2 separate regions of the Sus scrofa genome follow, and region 1 is linked to region 2. Evidence: chromatin contacts called from public Hi-C data. All regions are on one chromosome and are shown on one strand. Each heading gives the region's core, a stretch centred on a gene start, on an enhancer-like site or on the middle of the called end of the contact. The rest is flanking DNA. Distances are from core to core; before and after follow the strand shown. Region 1 holds the start of DYNC1LI2 (dynein cytoplasmic 1 light intermediate chain 2). Region 2 holds the start of CMTM4 (CKLF-like MARVEL transmembrane domain-containing protein 4).

Region 1 (4,235 bases), core at 95-2,594, 55 kb after region 2:
CTTCAGGAAAAAGTATCAACCCTTCAGCTTTCCACAATCTGCCCACAACTTACTTCATCAGTTACCTTCCACGAGGAGGTTGTGGTAGCTTCCAATCCCCTTATGCTCTTGTCACCTGTGTTCCTGCAAACACGAACCCTCTGTGGCCACTGCATGTTGACATTTATCCTTGAAAACACCTCACTCCAAGAAGTACCTTCTTTCAAACAGCAAGCACTAGACTGTATGATGCTCAGAGAATAACCTGCCCATGCCGAGCAACCTCACACATCTACCAACACATCCACCCATGTCTCATTAGACGGAGATTCTTGTGTGGTGTCTGAGGGATGTCTGTGCTGTCCCAGTGACCAACCTACAGGACTCACTCAACAAACAAACGGGTTTGCCATAGGAAGGAACCCAGCCAAACTTCCTCATTTGTACAAGGAAACGACACCAGAGATGGTGAGGAACCTAAACCAGTTAGCCCAGCAGTGAAGGCTGAAATAATGCAAGTAAAGCCCCTGGTGAGGATTCCAGAGCCTGCTGTCCTTTGCAACGTCCCTCCCACTGTGCAATGCTCATCCAGATCCAAAAACGGCTTTTGTGGCATCTCCCCCGAACCCGATCCCCAGTTACCTCGTTCCTCCACCTCCGCTAACCTTCCAATCTACTCACTCCCCTCTCTACGCCCAGTATGGTGAACTTTGAGGCTATTAGAGCAGAGAACCAGGGTTCTAAAGCAGAGCTGATGCTGCAGCCAAACTACGGCGACTAAGGAATGTGCCCACAACCCCTTGCCAGCATCCCTGGGCTCTCAAAAAGGGGCACCGTCCCGACTCCGGGCGTGGTGGACTCAACCACTCTCCGGCTGTGCAGCCAGGGTTTCCAGGCCCTGCCGGGCGAGGCAGGCTGCAGGCAGGCCGTAGGGGAGAGGAAGCCTAGGCTCGGTGAGAGGGCGTCCGCCTCGCCCACCCCAGCTCCCCGGGCAACGCCCCGTCCCTGGCGCTCACCGAACACGAGAATGTTCTTGCCGGACGGCAACTTGGACCTGGCGCGAGTGGACACCTCACTCAGGATCGAGGACCTGTGGGGACAACAGCAAAGAGGTGGGTCCCACAGCCAGCCTGAACCTGACCGGCCAGTGACGGCCCGTCAGTCTGTCCGACGGTCCGGCCGGGCCCGGCGCGCCCTCCCTTCGCCCGGCCGGCTCAGCCTGGCCGCCTCGTAGTCTCACCATAGGCTCTGGCCCTCCTCCTCCTCACTGGTTAGGTCACCGGCGGCCGCCACCGCGGGCCCGTTGGGGCCCAGCAGCAGCTTCTTCTCCACCCCCACCGGCGCCATCTTGCCAACTGCAGCCACAAAGAGGGCCCTCCCCCGGGCCCGCCGAGGACCCGCGAGGACCCCGGCCGGGCCGCCCGCCGCGCCCCACGTCGCCCGCCCCAAGGGGTCCTTGCCGCCCGCCGCCCTCCTCCGGGCCTTCGATGTTCACGGGCTCCCGTAGGGTCGTGAGGCCACTGCGGTGTCTGAAGGTGGGCGACGGTCAGGCGGCCGCCGGGACAGCCCTGCTCGCGGAAGCGGCGGCGCGAGTGGGAGCCGCCCGGGCGGAGGGCGCGCTAGTGGCCTCTGCTGGCCGACGGGCACAACGGCACCCCGCCCCGCTCCTCGCGCGCTGGCCACTCCTGCTGCGCCGTCGAGGAGAGACGGGACAGGCTTTGGAATGAAACTGATACATGACAGCACCGTTTATCGGGCTTTTACCGTGTGGTCACACAGTATCTCACTGAATCTTATCTAATTCTTACAAGTGATGAATCCGAATCTCAGAAATCTGAAGAAACCTGACCAAGGACCCAGTGCTTTCTAGCTATCTTCTGATAGCATCCTGACACTTCCAGTCTTACTCACCGGTCTTAACCTATTATATCATGAATTTTGCCAAATGCTAATCTACCCCCGAATTGAAAGACTGGCCTTAAACGAGATCCTCAAATCCTCACAAATATCCTACTTTTCACCGTCTTCCTTGACTCTATTAGGACCATCAGGTAGTGATCTTTACCACTAAATACACCTTAGTTTGCTTTGTTAACAGGTTTTGTTTTTGGCTGCACTGGCTGTGCCACAGCTGCAGCAATGTGGATACTTAACAGATTATTTTATTGATTGATTGATTGATTGACTTATTATTGTCTTTTTAGGGCCGCATATGCAGAATATGGAAGTTCCCAGGATAGCAGTCAGATCGGAACTGCAGCTGCTGGCTTATGCCACAGCTACAGGAACGAAGCAGATCCTAGCGGTGTCTCCCACCTACACTGAAGCTCATGGCAATGCTGGATCCTTAACCCAGTGATAGAGGCCAGGGATTGAACTCATTTCCTCATGGATAATAGTCCGATTTGTTACCACTGAACCACGATGGGAACTCCCTGACAGTTTGGTTTTTTTTTTTTTAATTTGTATTTTCTGGTAGCCAACCAGAAATAGGAGGCTTCCATTTCCTTTTGAAAGAGAGGGAAGGAAGGAAGGGGAAAAGAAAGAAGGAAAAAGGAAGGCATGTGAAGGGGGTAGCGACGGGGAGAGAAGGGAAGGAAGAGGGTAATGGAAGAAAAGCAAAGAAAAAATAAATGTCACCTATCAAGCTTAACTTTAGGTGTGGCTTCTATCTGAGGGCTCTTGGTATCTTTGTGGAAACAGAAACATTTTACATTTCTAAATGTCACAACGAAGTGGGAATGGCAGAAAAACAATTGTGTATGTGGGTTTCAGATGAGTTGAATTCTGATCCTGGCTCTGCCAAAATTTTGGCAGCATGAATTTCAACGGATCCAACAAATAGGCATAATCATCTGCCAACCTGAATGTAAGGTTAAAACAAGACAATGAGAATGCAAACCTATCAAGAACTATACCCCTGGAAGTCGAGGAAGAGCAAGCAGTGTACCTCATAAAAAGGCAAGCAAGTATCCTAATTTTCACAGGACATAAAATGGAGTTGAAAACTACAGGCCAGCGAACTTCGTCTGCCCTAGGTGAAATTCTCTAATGTGACCAGTTTGAAATGGAAAAGATAGCACCAGATTTACATGGTTTCTTTTTTGCAGGAATGCCAGAGAGGAGGATGCTGCAGACATAGCAAATGCAGATTTCAACAGGGCATTTGCCAATGGACAGCATAAACAAGAAAGTGAAATATAGGCTGAATGATAATACTGAGGCTTGTTAAAGACCAGGCCCAGGAGTTCCTGTGGTGGTGCAGCAGAAACGAATCTGACATAGTAACCATGAGGTTGCAGGTTCCATCCCTGGCCTCTATCAGTGGGTAAAGGATCCAGCATTGCCATGAGCAGTGGTGTAGGTTGCAGACTCGGCTTGGATCCTGTGTGGCTGTGGCTGGCAGCTGTGGCTCTGATTAGATCTTTAGCCTGGGGAACTCCATATGCCAAGGGTGTGGTTGTAAACAGCAAAAAAGAAAAGAAAAGAAAAAAGACCAGGCCCAGCATGGGCTAATGAGCAAGGACAACCAGAGGAAGCCTGCCCCCATCTCCTCCCCTGGCCCAGCCAATTTAGAGTGCCATCAGTGTCTTAGATGAGAATGCAGCAGCACACACATACAAGTTGTGGATGACCTGAAGCAGGAAAGAAGCCCTCACATACTGGATGAAAACTGAGTACAGACTAAATCTAACAAGATGAAAATAACAATGACCACAGAAGTCCTGTAGTGGTGTTAAAAATAAATGTGTAAGAACAAGATAAATTAATTCCTAAGTCTATGTCAACTATAATCAAAGAGATGGTCATGTAGAATGTCAAAAAGCATCTTATGTAAGGTCCATAAAACGTCTTTGGGCCTAGAAAAGAAGCTGATCCCTCTACTCTGCCAGTGAAGCCACATTTCTTTCTGGACAGAGTTTATAAACAAAAAGGTGTCCAGTGGTCAGTGACTAAGCTCCTAAGAGGAACTGACACTGTTCAGCTGAAGCAGGAAGTAGGAGTTGGGGGTTCATCAGCATGAAGGATAAAGGATGTAGAAGGGAAAGTAATAGACTCTTTTATTTTATTTTATTTTGCTTTTTAGGGCCGCACCTGCAGCCTATGGAGATTCCCAGGCTAGGGGTCTAATCAGGGCTGCAGCTGCTGGCCTACACCACAACCACAGCAACGCCAGATCCAAGCTGCATCTTCGACCTACACCACAGCTCATGGCAATGCCAGATCCTTAATCCACTGATTGAGGCCAGGGATTG
Region 2 (3,870 bases), core at 96-2,595:
GGCTGAGAAGTCCATAAAGTTTCGCTGCAGGGCCTCAGAGGAAGGCCTACCTGTGTCAGGGAATACTGGGACACGGTTTTTTCCCCAACTGAAGTATGTTCTATCCACAACAGAGCTAAGCAACTAACCAAAGAGGCCTCTTGGAAAACCACAAAAGGTGGGGGAGGGCAGGCCCCTGCCCTAAACACCCTGGAAGCTAAAAATAAGAATTCTGAGAAATGAGCTCTACCATAGACAAGTCCAACAGAAAGTTCTCTGTTTCTGTTACCTCCAAAACTGGCTGCCCTCCCAGAGTGATTTAACTTCGGGTACCAATTGGGCAATGCCAGCCACTGTGCTGGGGCAGAGGATTCAGGGATGCCGGTTCTATCTTCTGGGTGAATTAGGAGGAACCAAACCTCTGCAGTGTAAACCGGAGACTCTCTGGGCAAATCTGTGCTCCCCCAATGCATCGAGACTACATACCTCCATTCAACAAACATTTATTTGAGCATCTACCATATGCCCGGCACGCTACTGGACGCGGGAGAAGAAACCAGCCACAGTCCCCAGAGGTGGAAGCCGAGACAAACAAGGACCGTCAGAGGAGTGCAGGATGTGCGGGCACCGAAAACCTGCCAAAAGTTGCTCTGACCAGTAGTACTCAGGGGATGGCTTGACCCCGCGCCGGGCTCTGCGCACCACCAAGCCCAATCAATTAATCACAGAGGCTCGAGATAGGCTCGAAGGAAGGAATGGACAAATAGGCCCCGGGGCAGGTGTTCAGGTAGAAGGCGCACACCTGAGGCAGCAGGGCTGGGGAAGGCAGGGTCTCCAGGGCCGGCCGGGGGGTGGCCCGGGGACCCGACCAAGCAGAGGGGGCGCGAGGAGCGAGGGTCTGGCCCAGGAAAGCGGGTGCGAGGCGGAGGCCGTCCCGGCCTGCGCCCCCCGAAGCGGGAGCAGGGAGGAAGGCGCACAGCTAGGCCGCCCGCCCGCACCTGGGGCCCCGCCCGGCACCTACCACTTGGGCGACCTTGAGGCAGCCTAGCGCGCTGCGCAGGTAGTCGGGGTCGCAGCGCAGGCCGGCCAGCCCGCGGCGCTGGCTCACCGGCTCGGTGGTGGGCTGGTACGGGCTGCTGGCGCCGGAGATCATGGAGGTGCTCGAGGCCTCGCCCTCGAAGCCGTCCAGCTCCTCGCCGCTCCGCATGCTGCCGCCCAGCCCCGGCCGCCTCGCGCGGCCGGCCCCAGGCGCCCGGAGCTGGCGGGCTCAGCGGGGCCGCCGCATCGTCGCCGTCGCCTGACTGACCGCCTGCCCGCCGCCGCGCTCCTCTGCGCCAGCCGCCCGGCTGCGGCCGCGGCTCGGTCCGCTCGGGCTCGGCTCCCGCCGCCTCAGCAGCAGAAAGGGAGGGAGGCGGGAGCGGGCGGGGAGGAAAGGAGGCGGGAGCCGGCGCGGCTGGCCGGGAGGGGGCGGAGCGAACAGCCGGCCGCTCGGCGGCGCTCAGCGGAGCCAGCGAGTGGAGGTGGCTGCCCGCTCCTCTGGGCCTCGGGAAGGCGGGGCGGGGCGGGGCGGGGCGCCGGGGCCTCTGGCCCCGCCCTCACCTGCGGGCGCGAGAGCGCCCGGGCCGCGGCTGCGCGCCCTGAGATCACAGCGTGCAAGGGCTGGGGACCGCGAAAGAAGGGGGGTCGTGGGGTCCGGGAGGACTGGAGGCTGACGGGAGGGTCGGGGGGCACAGAGCTGCATTTCCAGGGCGCTGCCTCATTTTCTCCTCTGGCGGAAGTGGGGTCCCCTGCAGGTAGACCAGGGGACTTCCCGATGAAGACCAAGAGGTGCTGCGCAACCCCGGTGCTGGGAACAGGGCCCAGGCTGGGCCTGACTCGGACTGTTTGATCAGAGGGTTTCCCTCTGGTCCCCCAGGCTGGGCACCCTGTGGCACGCTGGTCGGGGCTGAGCCGGTCAGGGGTGAGGAGAAGTCAGGATGAGTAGGGTCGCTTAGTACTGGGACTGCAAGACAGACACAGGGTAATATTTGTGAATAACTCCCAATGTACGTTCTGGATCCACCCGCCTGACCACGGACGGGTGCTGGCCCAGAGGAGACCCTCGGTGAACTAACATTAGTTTCCTCTCTTAGCTGAAAAGGTTTCGTGATCTCTGTCTAATCAAGTCAGGTTAAACACAGATTTTTTCGCTAATGGGCATTAATTAGGGGCCAATTTGCAATTCAAGTGTGAAGGCTAATTTTAAGCTGAAATAAAACACTGACTTTCTAAGAATTGTCGCTTTGGTATTGAACCTTTCCAGACAACAAATATCTAGAACTTCCCATGCTCCAGGCACTGAGAAAGGCATCTGAAAGTGTCATTGTTCCCATTTTACAGAAGACAAAACTAAGGTTATAGACTGCTAGTTCCAGGCCACACAATTGGTAGGCAGAGCCTACTCCTTTCCAGATTTTTTTCACTACACAATGTTGTCTAGTATATAATTCAGATGGCCTTGTGAATTTGTGAAATGAGAAGCAGTAAATGCCATAACTAAGGAGATTGCAATTTAAAGGGCTCCCACCTTTTAGTTACTAAAGATGGGAAAGACAGGAGTTCCTGTGTGGTGCAGCGGAAATGAATCCAACTAGGAACCGTGAGGTTGCAGGTTCCATCCCCGGCCTTACTTAGTGGGTTTAGGATCGGTGTTGCCTGAGCTGTGATGTAGGTTGAAGACGTGTCTCAGATCTGATGTTGCTGTGGCTGTGATGGAGGCCAGCAGCCATAGCTCCGTTTGGACCCCTAGCCTGGGAACCTCCATATGCCTCAAGTGCAGCCCTAAAAAGCAAAAAAAATAAAATAAACATGGGAAAGATAGTGACTCTACTACTACTCTATTCAACCAACAACTATTTGTTGGGCATTTATTATAGGCTAAGGAACATGCTAGGACTTGGAGATAGACTGCCAATTAAAGATAACAAGTTGAGGAGTTCCCTCACGGCTCAGTGAATTAAGAACCCGGCTTGTTACAGCTCTGGTTTGGGTTCAGTTCCTGGGCTGGAAATTTCCACATGCCGGGTGCAGTCAAAAAAAAAAAGTTTAATGTTTGGATAGACATTCAGGCCTCTGCTTTCTCCCCAAACCCCAGTGAAATGACAGAGATTTATTTTTTAAGGGCATATAACCACAGGGACAAAGAATGGGAAAGGGGACTATGGGCGACAAAATGTTGGAAGCAGAAAAGCAAATGGCTAATAGTAACTGACTTAGCAGATACAATAAAGCTAAATTCTAAGCTGGCACAAGGAAAGGCTGAAGAGCAACCCAGGTCATATCACAGAAAAAAGGCTCAGGAATGGACAGCACCAAACACATCTAGAAGTGGGGGTAAAGGCAAGAATTAAAAAAAAAAAAAAATGTGAACTAAGTCGTGTGTGTGTGTGTGTGTGTATGTGTGTGTGTGTGTGTTTAGGGCCATACCTGCAGCATGTGAAGGTTCCCAGGCTAGGGGTCTAATCAGAGCTACAGCTGCCAGCCTACGCCAAAGCCACAGCAATGCCAGATCCAAGCCTCATCTGCAACCTACACCACAGCTCACGGCAACGCCGGATCCTTGACCCACTGAGGAAGGCCAGGGATTGAACCCGAAACCTGATGATTCCTAGTCAGATTCGTTTCCGCTGGGCCATGACAGGAACTCCAAGTCTTTTTTTTTTTTTTTTTTTAATGCCCACACCCATGCCACATGGAAGTTCCTGGGCCACAGATTGAATCCAAGCCACAGCTGCAACAACGCCAGATCCTTTAGCCCCCTTTGTGAGACTGGGAATCAAATCCTTGCCTCCACAGTGACCTTAGCCACTGCACCCCAGGAGGAACTTTGGAAAGTCTTTTTGAGAAGCATCA

Evidence for each region. A called contact is a pair of places that touch in the nucleus more often than the background predicts.
Region 1: a Hi-C map of skeletal muscle shows a contact between it and region 2, with 2.4 times the contacts expected there. The contact joins the promoter of DYNC1LI2 here to the promoter of CMTM4 in region 2. A contact is called at or near these places in 1 of 5 promoter capture datasets (liver), 5 of 47 Hi-C or Micro-C datasets (adipocytes, liver, skeletal muscle and 1 more) and 1 of 2 datasets of contacts at active chromatin or transcription factors (skeletal muscle).

The regions. Positions count from the first base shown.
Region 1 is chr6:27,444,794-27,449,028 of Sscrofa11.1, forward strand. It overlaps DYNC1LI2 (dynein cytoplasmic 1 light intermediate chain 2), which reads right to left and starts at 1,345. Exons shown (of 13, transcript NM_001243620.1): 1 at 1,220-1,345; 2 at 996-1,069. The coding sequence starts at 1,326.
Region 2 is chr6:27,390,133-27,394,002 of Sscrofa11.1, forward strand. It overlaps CMTM4 (CKLF-like MARVEL transmembrane domain-containing protein 4), which reads right to left and starts at 1,346. Exons shown (of 4, transcript XM_021094005.1): 1 at 1,001-1,346. The coding sequence starts at 1,186.